2 separate regions of the Sus scrofa genome follow, and region 2 is linked to region 1. Evidence: chromatin contacts called from public HiChIP or PLAC-seq data. All regions are on one chromosome and are shown on one strand. The core of a region is the stretch at or near the end of the contact, and the rest is flanking DNA. Distances in the headings are between cores, read along the strand shown. Region 1 holds the start of LOC100152428 (multidrug resistance-associated protein 1). Region 2 overlaps LOC106505836 (a long non-coding RNA gene).

Evidence for each region. HiChIP or PLAC-seq counts read pairs in DNA pulled down with a chosen protein or histone mark.
Region 2: an H3K27ac HiChIP or PLAC-seq map of alveolar macrophages shows a contact between it and region 1, with 8 times the contacts expected there. The contact joins the enhancer-like site here to the promoter of LOC100152428 in region 1. A contact is called at or near these places in 1 of 5 promoter capture datasets (liver), 3 of 47 Hi-C or Micro-C datasets (embryonic fibroblasts, psoas muscle and skeletal muscle) and 2 of 2 datasets of contacts at active chromatin or transcription factors (alveolar macrophages and skeletal muscle).

The regions. Positions count from the first base shown.
Region 1 is chr13:179,223,535-179,227,233 of Sscrofa11.1, reverse strand. LOC100152428 (multidrug resistance-associated protein 1) reads right to left here and starts at 1,874. Exons shown (of 28, transcript XM_005670294.3): 1 at 1,611-1,874. The coding sequence starts at 1,682.
Region 2 is chr13:180,333,215-180,337,364 of Sscrofa11.1, reverse strand. All of the region lies in intron 3 of LOC106505836 (a long non-coding RNA gene), which reads right to left. Among named protein-coding and RNA genes, the nearest start is that of USP25, 240 kb to the left of the region's middle. Within about 2 kb of position 2,379, at least 3 of the 83 cell types and tissues checked have an H3K27ac peak or open chromatin away from gene starts, as enhancers often do. A contact at or near this core is called in alveolar macrophages, where this site is marked.

The DNA of each region.
Region 1 (3,699 bases), core at 625-3,124:
ATTGTGTCGCAGTGGGAACAAGTCCGACTGGTATTCCTGAGGATGCAGGTTCAATCCCTGGCCTCACTCAGTGGGTCGGGGATCTGGCATTGCCATGAGCTGTGGTATAGGTCACAGACACAGCTCAGATCCCATGTTGCTGTGACTGTGGCATTTGCCAGCAGCTGTAGCTTTGATTTGACCCCTAGCCTGGGAAATTTCATATGCCTCAGATGTGGCACTAAAAAGCAAAAAAAAAAAAAAAAAAGTCTCAGCAATGAAATGTAATCACACAAGGTTTTCAACATGCTTTGAAGCCATCAGCTTTAAAAAAAAAAAAAAAAAAAAAACTTGCATCACAGAAGTAACAAATAGAAAATGTGATTAAAACAAGTGTGTTCAGTCTTGTATCAATAACTTATTCATTCATAAAGCTATCCAGATTGAGTAATAGTCAAGGAAATAAACACTGCTGGAGTCTTGTTGGAAGAGCCCACTGAAATTTTGGGTGAGGGAATTGTTTGGGTTTAGCAATTTCTTACCCTGTAAATTTGTAATTCATTGCCTTTGGCCACCTCTGCAGTTAGACTAATGATGTTAAACCAATTTCCCTGATTAAGTCTACAGTAAAGTGAAAAGGGGACTTATTCAATACTTATATTTTATAGATTTAAAAAAGTGCTTTACATATTATTTGTTTTACCTTGATAGAAATTTATAGTTTCTTTTTTCAATAAATTATTAATGTATAGTTGATTTCGAATATTGTGTCAATTTCTGCTGTACAACAAAGTGACCCAGTCATACATACACATACATTCTTTTTCTCATATAGTGTCATTTTTATATGTAATCAGAAGAATGGCTGTCATATTTATTTGACGCTTGTACTTATTAACAAAAGCCAGGATTTGAAAGGTTCTGTCCCCTGAATGTGAAATCCTTTTTAAAAATTTTTCTTTTTAGAACTACAGAACCCACATGTGCTAAGGGCTATTTCTAAGGTCTATTTCTAAGATCCTGTCTTGCATAGTGGTGAGAAATAAAACAAATTGAGTTTTTATTAGGGAAATCACTCCAGATATGCTACACAACTGCAGGGTTCCTTTCCTTAGCACATGACTTCTATCGTGGAGGAAGCACGTGTTGTGGGAGGAGAGGGGAGTGGCAGATCAAGGTACAGATAAGGTCTGCAGTTTCTGGATTTTCCGGAGGCCTCAGTGTCCCTGTACTCTGTCAGTTGACACACAGTTTATTTATCCCGAATCTCTCCTGGGGTTTTAATGGGCTCTACTGATGGTAAATTTCCATTCTGACCTCTACTCCTTCAGTCAAAGTCAAATCCATTCATTCTTTTCTCAAATGTGTGTTTCTGGTAACAGGGGAGTCACCTAATCCCTTCAAAAATGCCTCTTTGCTTAGGCAGCCACCTCCACTGAGATAGTGAAGGTTTAAGTTTCACACCATCCTCCTGAGCGTGTGTGTGTCTGATTTACTAGGAAAACAAAGATCTAAGACATCAATTCACGTTTCCAGATCTCAACAGTTAGCTCTCCCCACTTTCCTTTTTCCCTCAGACCAGCCAGAAAACCGCCCCGCTTTTTCCCACCCTGCTCCACCCCGAGCTTTACCTGCGTCCAGGAGCCTTGGGGGACCCGCTGGTAGGAGCCGCTAGCGCCCCATCTCCACAGGCTGGAAAACATGGCCCGCGGGGATTCTTGGCGACGGCGACAGCGACGGCTAAGGGAAGCGGAGAGAGGTGCTGCGGCTGTCACCTCTCTTGGCAGGGGACCGTCAGTCCCGCCGGAGCCTGGAAGGTGGAAGGAAGGGAGCACTCAGCCGGGCGTGTCAGCTGTCGCCCTGCCCTCTACCAGCACTTCCTGCCAGCGCCCTGAGCTGCGAGTTGGGGCAGGAAGGGAGGAAGGCGGGGGCTGAGAAGAAATGAGACCTTCGGTGGAGTCCAAAGATCTCTGCTTTTTGAGAAGTTTGCACTTGACTCAGTAGCTCCAGATTTCTCAATTTCCAGGGTTACTTTAGAAAACGTACCCCTTGTCTATAGAAGAGCAAACTCTTTTCCCCTTGGGATGTCATTTATTTATTTGCAAACAGAAGGTAAACAGCTGTCCCCTACAGAAAACTGTTAAGGACAACAAGTGTCAGTAGAATTTTACAGAAATTTTATTGCAAGGGGCTTTAAAATTAGAACGTTAATGGAATGCTTCCCTAAGTATTAGAAAACAGTAACAGTATATAGAATCTAAATTTTACTCTCCAAACTAATCATAAAGCTATGTAATAAGTGGAAACACATTGTAGTAACTAAGAGTAGCAAAGAACTAAATAAAATATGTGCCATACAAAGGGGGGTATGAAAATTAAGGATGACATTTTGCCTTTTAATAAATATTGATGGATCATAGACCTTGTATAAAGAAATGTTGGTGTGTGCAAATAATCATTTTCCATGGGATGTGTCATTGGTCTGATGAAGTACTTTGTTTCAATTGACTTAGAAATTGAAATAACAGAAGGAGGAGTAATTGTAAGAATTCTGTGTAGTGGGGATAAGGATAAGTCAACGTGATGATTTTACAAGGATGGGTATTGTGTTTCAGGACCAAGGAACATTCTGTCTGCTTCTTGAAATCAATGCTAGAGGTAGGCAGAAAAAATTAAATATTTAATACAAGGAAAAGCCAGTATCCTAAAGAAAGGGGCTCAAAGATGGTACTTAGGGGGAGTTTTGGTCTGCCCACAGAACAGGTCAAACTGAGAAATCCAAATATGTCTACACAGGGATTAAACCAAATGATACCTCATGGAATTAAAATACTGGGGAATGTTTAGAAACACAATTTATTTGACTCTCTTCAAACCATATTTGTCTGGCCCTATGCAAAACGGAAGTTGTAGTTTTCATTTTAAAGTAAATAAGACTGAAGAACTGAGGTCATAGTTCAAAACTTAGACATTTTGTCTCACTTCTTCCAGAATTTTTCACAAATTCACAGGCCGAAATAGGGACATGATCAATTCAGCAGCCTCTCCTTGAGGGGCCCTTTCCCCATCTGTATTTTTAAACTCTTCCCTCTGGATTCTACACAGAAAAGACAATGTCATCTTATACATTTAGTTCCTGCTTTTTCACATATAAGGAGAGAAGAAACTTGAACCTGTACCATGTGGGGTCGGGGGGGGGGGGGGTGGGGGACGAGGACCTAAACATAGCTCAGGCTCCAAACTCAAGGAAGTTTTCCTTCCTCCCTCCCTTTGGTTAGTCTCCTCAGGAAAGGGTGGTTCTAGCAACTGGAAACAGATTTCCAAGAACACCCAGCTCTAAAAAGGTGTCATTACCTCCCTGATTGGTGAAGAAAGAGAAATCCCTAAGGTAATGAAATGGGAGAAGTTAGGGAAGGCTATAGATGTGTTGAGAAACAGGAGTGGGGAGGGGTGGAACCCCTCCCCAAGGGGATTGAGGAAAACGTAGCTGGGGCCCCACAAAATTACAACATAATGTCAAGTTTCTCCTGAAGGAGATACAAGATAAGACTGTGCTAATGAAAAAGAAGACAAGATAGACCCGTAAGTTGTTGTTTTATTTTGTTTTGAAGTAGTTTTTATTGCTTAGTGCTAAATTAAGGAAAGCTCAGTGAAATATTCAGATTACCTAAGGAACAGAAAATATTAAATGACTCTGACAGAAACAAATCCAAATGACAA
Region 2 (4,150 bases), core at 1,130-3,629, 1.1 Mb before region 1:
CCTCAGTTCACATGTTCAGATAATATAATTTACTATCTTTTAGAGCAGGTCTTCTTCATCTTTTTGCCCCAAAGAATCCTGGCTACTGTCCTGACTATAGTCGTGCTGATCAACTTTATAATATATGCAATTAAATTTTGTAAGATATTTTATATACGCATTGCCTACAGTGTTTCTAAATGTTGTGGAAAAAACAGTCTTGCAAACTAACCATAAACTGGTAGCACTGGCTTCCCAAGGAGGAGGATGGGAATGGAAAGGTCATGGAATGGAAGGAGCATGACTATTGGGATGATGAGGGCAATGATCTGACTCAGATGTGGATGCTCAAGAAGGCACTTAGGAGCAGTTATCTATACAGAATTTGAAGACATAGAAATTAGTGATACGAAGAAGGAAAGGAGACTATCTGAAGTAGAAGAAAAAAAATCATCATCAATGTGATATGTCTTCAGGGAACTGCTAGCTATTCAGTCTGGCTTAAACTCTGGGAAATGTCCAAAAGTTTTGGTTGAATGCTTGGGCAAGTGTCACAGTATAAAAGATAATCAAAGTATTGTCATGGTCTAGTTTTTGTCTTTAAAATGTCACTCTGATACCTAGGTGGAGGTTTGAAGGGAGCATCTAGGACATTACATAGAGATGTTTTACAGCAATAATCCAGGTATGGATCATTACCTTGGTCTTCACGGGGTCTAGTTTCTTTGTGATGCCACAAGGGAATTTTGGAGGCAAGAATATTTAAATGCAATGCAAAACTTTATCAGAATGTCAGGAACCATGTTGTAAAAATCCTTTGGTATTCACACACCTTTCTGTATCTCTCAATTCCTAGAACTACACTCAGAACTCTTCCCATCCTCAATTCAGGTGTGGGCTCCAGGATTATTTTTTCACTCCTCTCTTGCCTTCTTAGATGTGTTCTTTCTCTCCATTATCTTTTCTCTCCCTTCATTCTGTTTCTAGTTATTTCTAATTCTTAATTATTTTGATCCATTATCACTATGGACATAGCAGATGGTTCTTAAGTATTTCTTGTGAAGGGGAGGAAGACATGCTGCAAATACTCATACATAAATCATTTTATCTTTGTTAAACAGGAGAAATGTGATTAGAGACTATTATCTCACAGTAGTCATAGGGATAGGCGGGGGGATGAATGTGAAAGTAGTATTGGAAGTAGAGTGAGAGAAATTGGGTCTCAGGTGTGGAATGAAAGAAGTAGGATTCTGAGGCGGAAAAAGTGGAGCTTGTCTAGAAATACTCTCCATATTTCTAGCTAGGATATGGGATCATTGTTGGGGTACTTTTGATTAAGCAAGAGATGCCATAGAAGAGAAGAGTTAGAAGATACATAGTAAATTCAGCTTTGTAAAGGCTGATTTTAAAAGTGTTTCAGGTTACCCATGAGGGCTTTCCAGGGACAAATGGAGAAATGAGGCTGTGCCTTTGAAGAAGAATACACTTGTAATTCATCATCTTAAAGGTGATAGTTCAACTAGAGAATAGGGTTCAGAGGCCTGAGGGAAAATGCAAGATGAAGAATAAGATAGAAGAGTTTTCCAAAAGTCTACAAAAGTTGGACCAGAGAAGTAGGTGGGGGAAAAAGCAGGTGAAGGGGGAAAATGCTTCATATTGAAAGTGCCAAACATTACAGAGAAGTTGAGAACCATACGCGCTAAGAATTGGAAGTAGCAAAAGTAGGCTTAATAATTGTCCAATGCATTTGACCCCATGAAAAAGCCATTTCAGTGGCGATGAAGACTGCAGGCTGATTAGTAACAGGGGTATTAACTACTCTTTCAATACTTTTGCCTGTGAGGAAAGAATTTGAGTTGCAATGGGAATCCAGAAGTAGGCAGATCTTGGGTCTTAGTAAAAGGGGCTGTGTGATGAGGAGGCTTTTTCCAAGAGGGTGAAAAGGGGAGTCATCCTAAGGGAGCACCACGTTTAAGGTTAGGTTGAGGGGGACCTGGGTGAAATGCTTGAATGAAAAGGGACATTTATTTACAGTAGCATATGGATTCCATAGGGCACTGAGGAAAGAAGTTACTATGATTCTCCAGCCATATGTGCCAGGAACTGTGCAGTGGTGAGGAAAGAAGGCATTGTTCCTGCCTCCAAGAAGCTAATGGCCCAGTAGCGATACTCATCTAGTTAACAAAATATTTAACAAGAGCCTACTATATGCTAGGAGACACTGTTCCAGGCACTGAAAATACAGTGGAGGGCACAAAACAAAGTCTAGGCCCTCAGAGAGACTGTAATCCAGTAGAGGCAGACATGCAAACAAATTCTTTCACCATTTAGAGAGCTGTGATAGCTGCCTTGCCCCATAGAATTACGTTCCTCTGGTTTTTCTTCTATTAAGCAACAATGGAAAGACTTGTCAATTCTACGGGGCAAGGCAGCTAGGAGGAAGCAGGTGAAGATTCTCCTTTGCAAAGCAGGGGATAATGACTGAGATGAGTCTTGAAAGATGAATGGGTATTCACCACATGGACTGTGCAGGGAGAAGGCAGGAGAGGTGGAGGGAGCCATGTGAGCAAAGGCCAGGAGTTTGACAGGAAAATGGAATGAGGATGGCAAGATGACTCATAGCAGAGGAACAAAGAGTAGGGTGGGGACCAGGATGTGAGAGGACAGAGGACTGTTGGAGCGTGCATTTTGGGTGGAGGCCAAAGGTGGCAGGAATGAAAAGCTTTGAGGGATTAAGTGGTCCCAAGGTTCTGAAAGACTCTGGCTTAGAGTGCTGTTCACTCTGGCACAGAGAGAGTCAGGACTGGTGCTACTGTCAGCGGCCCAGCCTGGTCAGCAGGCTTGGTCAGGTTTCCAAAATGGAAAAGTGCTCTGTGCTTCTGTGAAGCTCGGCCTCGCCAGGCTGGAAGAATGGCGGTGATGTGGCATCTTAGGCAGGATGGGAGCATGTGGAAAGTGAAAGATTCCATGAGGTCTCCTGGCTGCACAGTTATGTAGAGGCATCCAGACAGATATTCTCACAGGGCCTCTGGCTGGCCACGGGAACACAGGAAACAAACGGAGTCTTATTTCTCTGTGAGGTCCAGTTCTTGCCCCAAAGGAAGGGAATCAGAATCAAGGAGCCTTAGGTCCTTGTCAGCACTGACATTCTAAGAATCTACTTGTGAGCAAAACCTCTTGAGGTAAAGTGTGCACTCATTTTTTTGTAATCTGACTTTGGAACAACTCTTTTCTCCCACACAAAACAACACGACTTTTTAGTAAAGGAGTCAACACATAATAGAAGTGCAGTCAATATGCGATCAGTTGAATCATTTCATACTCGTGGGAAATTTTTATTTTTCACGTTAAAAAGTAATTGGTTGTTCTAAGTGAGCTCTGGGTGCAAATAATACAAACCGAATTTGTGTTATCATTTTGCGCTCTTGATGTTTCACATTGGTTGCCTAAGGACAAATGCTTCCAAGCTCCTATTTCTTTCTGGTTTTTCAGCTAGTAAATCGGCATGCAAATTAACCTACACCTAAAGATCTGGATTCTGAAGGCAGGAGGGCTGGGGATAAATAAATATTTTTATAAAGTTTTTTAAATTTAAGAATATGTACTATCTTGAAATCTATCATTATTTTGTTCAAATCAGTATTGGTGTAGCCATGGAAACTTGGGAGATGAAGGTAAACATCAGTCAAATGAAATAGTTTGAATTTATCTGCACTTGTGCCGGGAATCTCTGAGTCTTGGAAGACTGTCTTCCGGCCATTTTCTCATCTTTATAATAAGTTTTAACTGATTTTCTCCTTCTATGGTTCCAGCATTCCTTTGACCCAGTCTGATTCCCCTTTTATTAATGTTTACCCTCATTCCTACTGTGAGTCTGCTATGATTTCCTTCATATGTTTTTCAGTCCTTTGCAGATAAGACCCATGGTGACCCCAAATGAACTCAAACCCTGACTCATGGAGGCTCCTTGGACACTCCTCTCTTAGAGAAAACTCGGCTCCTGCTCCTTGATTGCCCTGCCATTTGTCATTATCCGTTGTTTACCGTCTTTGAGCCAGTTTTCAATCCCTGCGACAGCACTTCTGTCCAAATCAATTTGTATTAATTTTTTCCAAGTCAGATTTCGCAAGGCGCTGCATCCAATGGATTCCAGAGGTCCAGGCATATTACA